Linked DNA regions of Ovis aries: region 2 is linked to region 1. The links are chromatin contacts, called in public Hi-C maps. All regions are on one chromosome and are shown on one strand. Each heading gives the region's core, a stretch centred on a gene start, on an enhancer-like site or on the middle of the called end of the contact. The rest is flanking DNA. Distances are from core to core; before and after follow the strand shown.

Region 1 (4,073 bases), core at 1,357-3,856:
CGCTTTCTGCCATAAAGGTGGTGTCATCTGCATATCTGAGGTTATTTATATTTCTCCTGGCAATCTTGATTCCAGCTTGTGCTTCATCCAGTCTGGCATTCCACATGATGTACTCTGCATAAGACTTAAATAAGCAGGGTGACAATATACACCCTTCACGTACTCCTTTCCCAATTTTGAACCAGTATGTTGTTCCATGTCTCATTCTAACTGTTGCTTCTTGTCCTGCATACAGGTTTCTCAGGAAACAGCTCAGGTGGTCTGGTATTCGCAGGCCTTTAAGAATTTTCCAGTTTGTTGTGATCCACAGAGTCAAAGGCTTTGTAGTCAATGAAGCAGAAGTAGATGTTTTCCTGGAATTCTCTTGCTTTTTCTATGATCCAACGGATATTGGCAATTTGAGTGGAATTTCTGTCTTTCACAACTGACTTCAGGTTCCTTACACCTTCACTCCCTGTTAACTTAGTGTGTGGGAAAGGTGGGGAGTAGGAGAGAGCAGCAAGCCCTCAGCTCCTGGCATGAATACAAGAGGGCCGTCTGCAGGTAGGTTCCACCCTGGCCAAGTCAAGTGCCTGAGCCTTGGCTTCCTCGGCCGGCACGTTGGACAGAATGATTCACTAGGACTTCTCCAGCCCTGGACCCGGTCTGAGTGGTTGCTGCCACCAGAGGAGTCCCCAGGAGGGACGGTTGGTCCTGCCATCGACACGAAGTCTTCTCATATGGTTCAGTACAAACAAAATCACCTATTTTATCACAGCTTGTGAAAGGAAGGTGGTAAAGGAAAGCTTTTCTACAATAATTTGGTTTTCAGCCATCAATGGTTATCAGACTCATTTCCATCCCCCAGACCCCATTTCCCTCTTCCTGCCTCATAAGCTGGCATTGGGAAGAAGCCCTTGTGCATACTGCCTCTGCTTCTCCTCCTCCACTCAGTTTCCTCTGTACCTGCAGAGGATAAGCCTTGGTTACATGCTTACCAACTAGAATGAGAGCACTGAATCGGAGTGATGGGAGAAGCCAGCCAGGGGCTGGGCACTGGTGCCTGTGACCTACGGTGTAACCTACTCGGAGCTGCTGACACATTTTTGTTTCAGGCCTAAATGCCCCTGGAGCACCAGTCGCTGGAGGATTGGCTCACCTGTGGGCAGGAGGTTCTCAGTTCTCTAAGTGCCATGGGTGGTAGAGGGTGCTCTCCTGAGATGCTCACGCTTGACCTGGGATGTCCGCGCAGACGCTGGAGGTAGCAAAGGGGCTGTCTGGGGCTGGTGAGTCGCCGGAGCTATCTGGGGACAGACAAGTCTCCTTAAATGAAGCCAGGCCTCCGGGGCGAAATGCGCGCAGGTCTGCGCCCCAGGGCAGCGGGGATCCCGTGGAGACCCCACCCCATCCCCCCGGAGTTCTGGCAGGGAAGTGAGCCAGCGTACCAGCGAGGGTCAGTGTCCTGGGCACCGCAAAGGCCACGTGCCCGGGCTGGCTCCCTGCGGCCCACGCCCTCCTTTCCCCTCTACTGGGTGGGGGAGTCTGGGGGTCGGGGCCCTGATCCACAGCCCTCTCTCCCCAGAGGGGGCACTCTCACCCCACTTCTACCTTGGATGGTCCCCAGTCCCTCGGGCAGGGCTGCCCCGGCCCGCCTTGCCCTGGACTCTGGATCCCCAGCCCTCGCTCCTGGAGGCCGGCTGCGCCTCCCACGCTGCAGTCCCGCCGGACAGTCGGTCCGGCCTGGGGCTGGCTGGGCGTGGAGTTCCGGGAGCTATTTTTACAAGATGCGTCAGAGGGCCGAGGCGGGAAGAGCCGGCAGCTCGGGAACCCATTATCTGGGTGCGGCGCGGGAGGAGACGACCAGGGCGATTTCGAAAGCACTGAAAGGCGCGAAAGCGGCCCGCCGGGCTGGGAGGTCCACGCCCGACCTGGGGCGGGGCGCGGGGGGCGGGGCGGGCGAGGGGCGGGGCCGTCGGTACGAGGGCACCACGAAGGGGCGGGGCCATAGGGGCGGGATGAGGGGCGGGGCCTCCTAGGGGCGGGGCCGGGCGCCCTCCTGCCGCAGCAGGCTGCCCGCGGCGGCGGTGGCGGCGCGGGGACTGCGGGGACAGCCAGGCGACCGCGCAGGCAGCGAAGCCCGGGGAAGCCCACGCCCCGCCTGCGCCTCCGAGGCTCGCCCTGGGAGTGGGATTGGCCCCCCGGCGGCGCCGCCCAGGCAGAGGCGAGCCCTCGGCGCTCGGAGCCCGGAACCCGCAGCCGCGGAGAGCCAGGGCAGCGGCTGGAGCGCGGGGGCGCGGCCCGAGGAAGCAGCAGAGAGAGAGCCGGGGCCGGCGGGGGAGGGCGACGGGCGCGAGCAGCCCGCGGCGCCGCAGCGGAGGAGACTGCGCGGGAGACAAAGCCCATCGAGAGAGACGCGATGCCCGGCCGGCGCGGGCGCGGGGGCCGCGGTGTCTGAGCGCGCCGAGCCGTGCGCCCCGGGTACTCCAAGCCCAGGCCGGTGCCGGCGGCTGAGGGCGGCAGGCGGGGCCCAGGTGCGCCCGCCCGCGTCGGGCCCGTAACTGCTCCGGAGGGCGGGGGGCGGCGCCCTCCCGCCGCAGCCGCAGTGGCCGGCGCCGCAGCGAGGAGCCATGGGCAACATCTCCTCCAACATCTCGGCCTTCCAGTCTCTGCACATCGTCATGCTGGGCTTGGACTCGGCCGGCAAGACCACGGTGCTCTACCGGCTCAAGTTCAACGAGTTCGTGAACACCGTGCCCACCATCGGCTTCAACACGGAGAAGATCAAGCTGAGCAACGGCACGGCCAAGGGCATCAGCTGCCACTTCTGGGACGTGGGCGGCCAGGAGAAGCTTCGGCCGCTGTGGAAGTCCTACAGCCGCTGCACGGACGGCATCATCTACGTGGTGGACTCGGTGGACGTGGACCGGCTGGAGGAGGCCAAGACAGAGCTGCACAAAGTGACCAAGTTCGCCGAGAACCAGGGCACGCCGCTGCTGGTCATCGCCAACAAGCAGGACCTGCCCAAGTCGCTGCCCGTGGCGGAGATCGAGAAGCAGCTGGCGCTGCACGAGCTCATCCCGGCCACCACCTACCACGTCCAGCCGGCGTGCGCCATCATCGGCGAGGGTCTCACCGAGGGCATGGACAAGCTGTACGAGATGATCCTGAAACGCAGGAAGTCCCTCAAGCAGAAGAAGAAGCGGTAATGCTCCGGGCGGCGACGTTACGGGGCTAGGCGCGGGGAGCGAGCGAGTCCGGAATGAATGAATGAAAGGCTGTGTGGCCCGCGCGCCCGCGAACAAAGACAGCGAACCAAAGCGACGCTTCGAATTTTTAAAGCGGAGTCTCTGCACCCACATGCAGGACTGGTGACTTAACCTGGGTATGTAGGCAAGCTGGCCAGCCTGCGCTCGACCTGCCCCCCCCCCCCCACCCGCAGCTCAGGGGTCCTTTTGTCTGAAAGCCGGAGCTACTCAGGGGGTGGGGGACCCGGCTGGGGAGTGGACGTGCAGGTCCCACCGTCCGCCCTGCTGGCCCAGGTTGGAAGGCTCAGATATCCGAGACAAAAGCAATTTCCTCCTACTCCAGCAGGGCCAGAAGTTCAGGCTCCCCCGCCCTCACTGGGGATCGCACCTGTGAGCTACCTGAGGTATGCGGCTCCCAGAACCCCGGGAGTTCCCAACTGGGGGCACGGTGGCAGTGGGAGGTGCTGGGGGAACAGCCTCTCCTTGGGCTATGAAAGCTGGATAATTTTATGTCACAGGGCAGGACCCTGTGAAAATCCATTTGCCCTGCTCTGGGCCCAAACGAGGTGGTGGTTTGGGCCATCAGAGGACTGCGTGGAACAGTACCGCAGCTGGAAGGCGCGGGGCGCTGTGCTGGCCTGGGCTGGGGGATGGCCGCGAAGAACGCCCCTTTCCTGGTGCTTTGTGGTAGCTTCAGAAGACCAGTTTTGTTGAGAACTGCTTTTCAGCCTGGAATCAGACATCTTCCAGATGGTTTGGACCCTGTCCATGTGTAGGTCATTATCACACAAAGAGACCAATAAAAAAATTACAAACAAGAAACTGTTGGAGGTGGTGGCAAATGATGCA
Region 2 (3,734 bases), core at 354-2,853, 180 kb after region 1:
CAAGCCCTCCAGGCGATTGTGATGCGTGTTCAAGTTTGAGAATCACTGATCCAGAAGTTTCCAAGTCACCACTAGCCCATGGTTGACTGCCCTAGTGGTCCATGGGGCCAATGAAGCAAAGGAGACCTTAATACATCAAGAAATCCTCCCATGTCTATGAGCACTGCAGTCAGAGTCAGGAGAGGAGAGGGTGGAGAATGGATTTATGCATTAAGCTTGTTGTGGTTGCTTGATTTTACATTTGACAGCAGCAGGTTGGAAAGATTGGCTGAATTGTCCCACTGAGCAAAGGGATGATTCCTTTTATATGTCACAGCATGCCCACTCTTGCTCAGTTCTCTCTAGTCCTTGCCTTCCTAGGCTTAAATTCTCATTCTGGTTCCTTTAAGCACTTATCCTCAGTTTCATTATATCTGGCTCTGAGTGTGTAGAATCCCAAAACAAAACATGTCTGGTTCCTTGATGGTTCATGCTAGCGGCTCTGTCAATCTGCCTGTGTAGCCTTGCAAATGGGAGGTGCGCCCCGTGATTCTGAAGATGCCAGGAGGTAGGAATATAAAGGTGAGTCACACAGACCAGGCAGCCCAGGTGAATGAAATGCTTCAGCTTCAGGTTGCACTGTTTCCTCTCCGCTTAAAGACGCAGCCTCCTCTTCCAGGAAGGCCACCGTCACAGGCTGGGGTAGACCTCCATCCCTGTGCTCAACTCCGTGGCAGCAGTCTTCTGCTGCAGCCTTCAGAGCTGCAACCCTGTGACTCCTTATCTGCCCTCTGTTCTGGGTCCACGAGCCAGGCCTCTGTATTCCAGCAGCTTACCCTCTGATGTCCAACACGATGATTAACTAGATGCCCAGTAGATGTTTGTTGAGGGAGCAAACACTCCAAAGAAGCTTTCCAGATTCTAGGCAAAATTTCTGCCCAAAAGTCCTGTGCTTGTGTGTACATTTGAACACTGCATGTGTTCATGTGTGTGCATTTGTGTTTGAGAGTAGTGCTTACCTTTGAGGGCTTCCCAGGTGGCTCAGTGGTAAGGAATCCACCTGCAAGTGCAGAAATCTGGGAGACACAGATTCGATCCCTGGGTCGGGGAGATCCCCTGAATGAGGAAATGGCAACCCACTCCAGTATTATTGCTTGGAGAATCCCATGGACAGAGGAGCTTTGTGGACTACAGTCCATAGGGTCGCAAATAGTCAGACATGACAGAGCCACTGAGCATGCTTAGCTTTATATGAATATGTGTGCCTGTGAGTAGGTATGTATATGAGAGTGTCTATGTGTTTGTGTGTGTATCTGACTTTGTATGTGTGTGTAATAAAGTGTATATCTCTGTGTGCCCCTGTAGAGGCAGACGTGTCCTGGGGGTGGGTGCGTGGCATGCAGGGTGTGGGCAGAAGCAAAAACAGAACCATAAAGAAGTTCACCATTCAAAAGGCTCACGTCAGAAGTAAACATCAGAGCAAGGCGCTCCAGGAGGAAAATGCTAGATTCCAAAGTGAAACATGTCTTCATTTTCTTGCTGTGACATTTGCTGGAACCACAGCCCAGGCTCCAGTGCCGCGTGGTCAGTGTGGTTCTTTTCCTCATGAGGAAGTGAGAGCAGGTGCAGGTTTAGCTCTGAGCTCCTTTCCTAAATAACTTCCTGTCTGAGCTCCCCATTCGAGGCCTCAGTCCCCATACTTCCCCTTTCCCCAAAGTCCCTGCGTCTTTCTGATCTAAGAGTTTAACCTCTGTGACCAGAGTGTGCTGACGCATGCTAGGCCTCTGGCTTGTTGCTCACGACCTCAGGATTTGCAGAAGGAGCTGAAACCTTGGGACTGTTGTTGGTCCTCGGTGTCCTGTCTGGGCAAGAGTGTGTGCACGTGTGTGTGTGGAGAAGGGGGAGAAATATGGGATTACCTTTCAGGAGACAGGCAGCAGGATGAAGAAACGACAACCAGACAACAATTCCATACCATCACGTTACTGAAAGTCCTCCTGCCACCATCTATGTGAGCTTTTCATTTAGGTCAAGAGTTTGGGGGCCAGGTTGTCTTCTCCTCCCTTATAGGGAGACTGCTGTATCTGCTCTCCTCTGCCACAGAAACACAGTGAAAAAATCATGTCCAGACTGGGTGCTTTACTTATCAGTCCGCATTTTTTTAATTAAATTAGTGTATTTATTTTCAGCAATTGGGTCTGACCCAATAAGACAAGTCCTCACAAGGGGCTGGGGCCTTCCTGGAGACAGTGGGAAATGGGCTGGATTGGAAAGAGGCCAAATGCTGGCTTTGGCAATGGAGGGTCCACAAGACAAGGAAAGTGAGGGTCTCCATGGGTGGAGAATGACCTGTAGCTGATGGTCCTCAAGAAACAGGGACTTCAGTCCCAAGAAACTGAACTCCACCACCAATCAGAATGAGCTTGCAAGTAGATTTGCCCCTAGAGCCACCAGCAATGAAAATAGGCTGCTGACCGCTGTGATTTAAATCTTGTGAAACCTTGAGCACAGAAATGAGTTGAGGCCTGCCTGGATAATCCAGAACCGTAAGCTATAAATAGATTTTGTCTCAAGTCACTAAGTTGGTGGTATTTATTACATAGCAGTAGGACACTCATAGCCCACTCCGGTACTCTTGCCTGGAAAATCCCATGGACGGAGGGGCCGGGTAGGCTGCAGTCCATGGGGTCACGAAGAGTTGGACATAAGTGAGCGACCTCGCTTTCATTTTTCACTTTCGTGCATTGGAGAAGGAAATGGCAACTCACTCCAGTGTTCTTGCCTGGGGAATCCCAGGGACAGCGGAGCCTGGTGGGCTGCAGTCTATGGGGTCGCACAGAGTTGGACATGACTGAAGCGACTTAGCAGCAGCAGCAGCATGACACTCATATAGCCTGGCTACTTTCTTTGAAGGAGAAAGGGAAAATTCAGAAGGGAAGAACACACGTTAATATCTCACTGAAGCAGCCTGCAGCAGCTGCACTGATACTTGCTCTCCTACAGGGGAGAGAAATTGCTCTAACTACTCTATCTTTGGGCTCCCCAGGTGGCTCATTGGCAAAGAATCCACCTGCCAATTGAACTGAGGTTCAATCCCTAGGTCAGGAAGATCCCTTGGAGTAAGAAATGGCAAGCCACTCCAGTATTCTTGCCTGGAGAATCCTAGGGACAAAGGAGCCTGGTGTGCTACAGTCCACGAGGTCACAAATAGTCAGACACAGCTGAGTACGCATGCACCATACCTTCACCAGCAATGACTTTTATCATTTTGTTTTGTTGACAAGCGAAAGATGGTGTCAGACGGGTATCCTTAGAGGCCCGGGAATAATCTGTGTTGGAGTGAACATTGTCATGGACACCTGTAATTACTCCTTAGGTAATAGCTCTGTGAATGGGGTAAAACAAAAGTATGTGTTTAATGATTTAGATCAGTAACTTCATAGCTTTCCAAAAGAGCTCTCAGTCACCATGAGAAGATCACACACTCCTGCCAACATGAGTTTCAGCTGACTTTTTGTCTGTCTGTGTTTGTTTAAGTAAAATGCGTATTAAAATATGGCATGGTGTTAGTTTCCTAGGAATGCTGTTATTTGCTCCAAGCAGATGTGTGTTCTCTCTCAGTTCTGGAGGCCTGAAGCAAAGACTTTGGCAGAGTCGTGCTCCCTCCAAGAGCTCTGGGGCAGGGTCCCCCAACCTCCAGGATCCAATGCCTGATGATCTGAGGTGGAGCTGATTTACTATATTAGAAATAAAGT

Evidence for each region. Hi-C and Micro-C count contacts between places; a contact is called where the count stands out from the background.
Region 2: a Hi-C map of blood shows a contact between it and region 1, with 4 times the contacts expected there. The contact joins the enhancer-like site here to the promoter of ARL4C in region 1. A contact is called at or near these places in 8 of 16 Hi-C or Micro-C datasets (blood, hypothalamus, liver and 2 more).

What each region holds. Positions count from the first base shown.
Region 1 is chr1:6,572,923-6,576,995 of ARS-UI_Ramb_v3.0, forward strand. ARL4C (ADP ribosylation factor like GTPase 4C) reads left to right here and starts at 2,607. Exons shown (of 1, transcript NM_001162554.1): 1 at 2,607-3,185. The coding sequence starts at 2,607. The coding sequence ends at 3,185. It also overlaps a transcript of SPP2 not described here.
Region 2 is chr1:6,757,763-6,761,496 of ARS-UI_Ramb_v3.0, forward strand. It overlaps a transcript of SPP2 not described here. Among named protein-coding and RNA genes, the nearest start is that of ARL4C, 180 kb to the left of the region's middle. Within about 2 kb of position 1,604, at least 4 of the 54 cell types and tissues checked have an H3K27ac peak or open chromatin away from gene starts, as enhancers often do.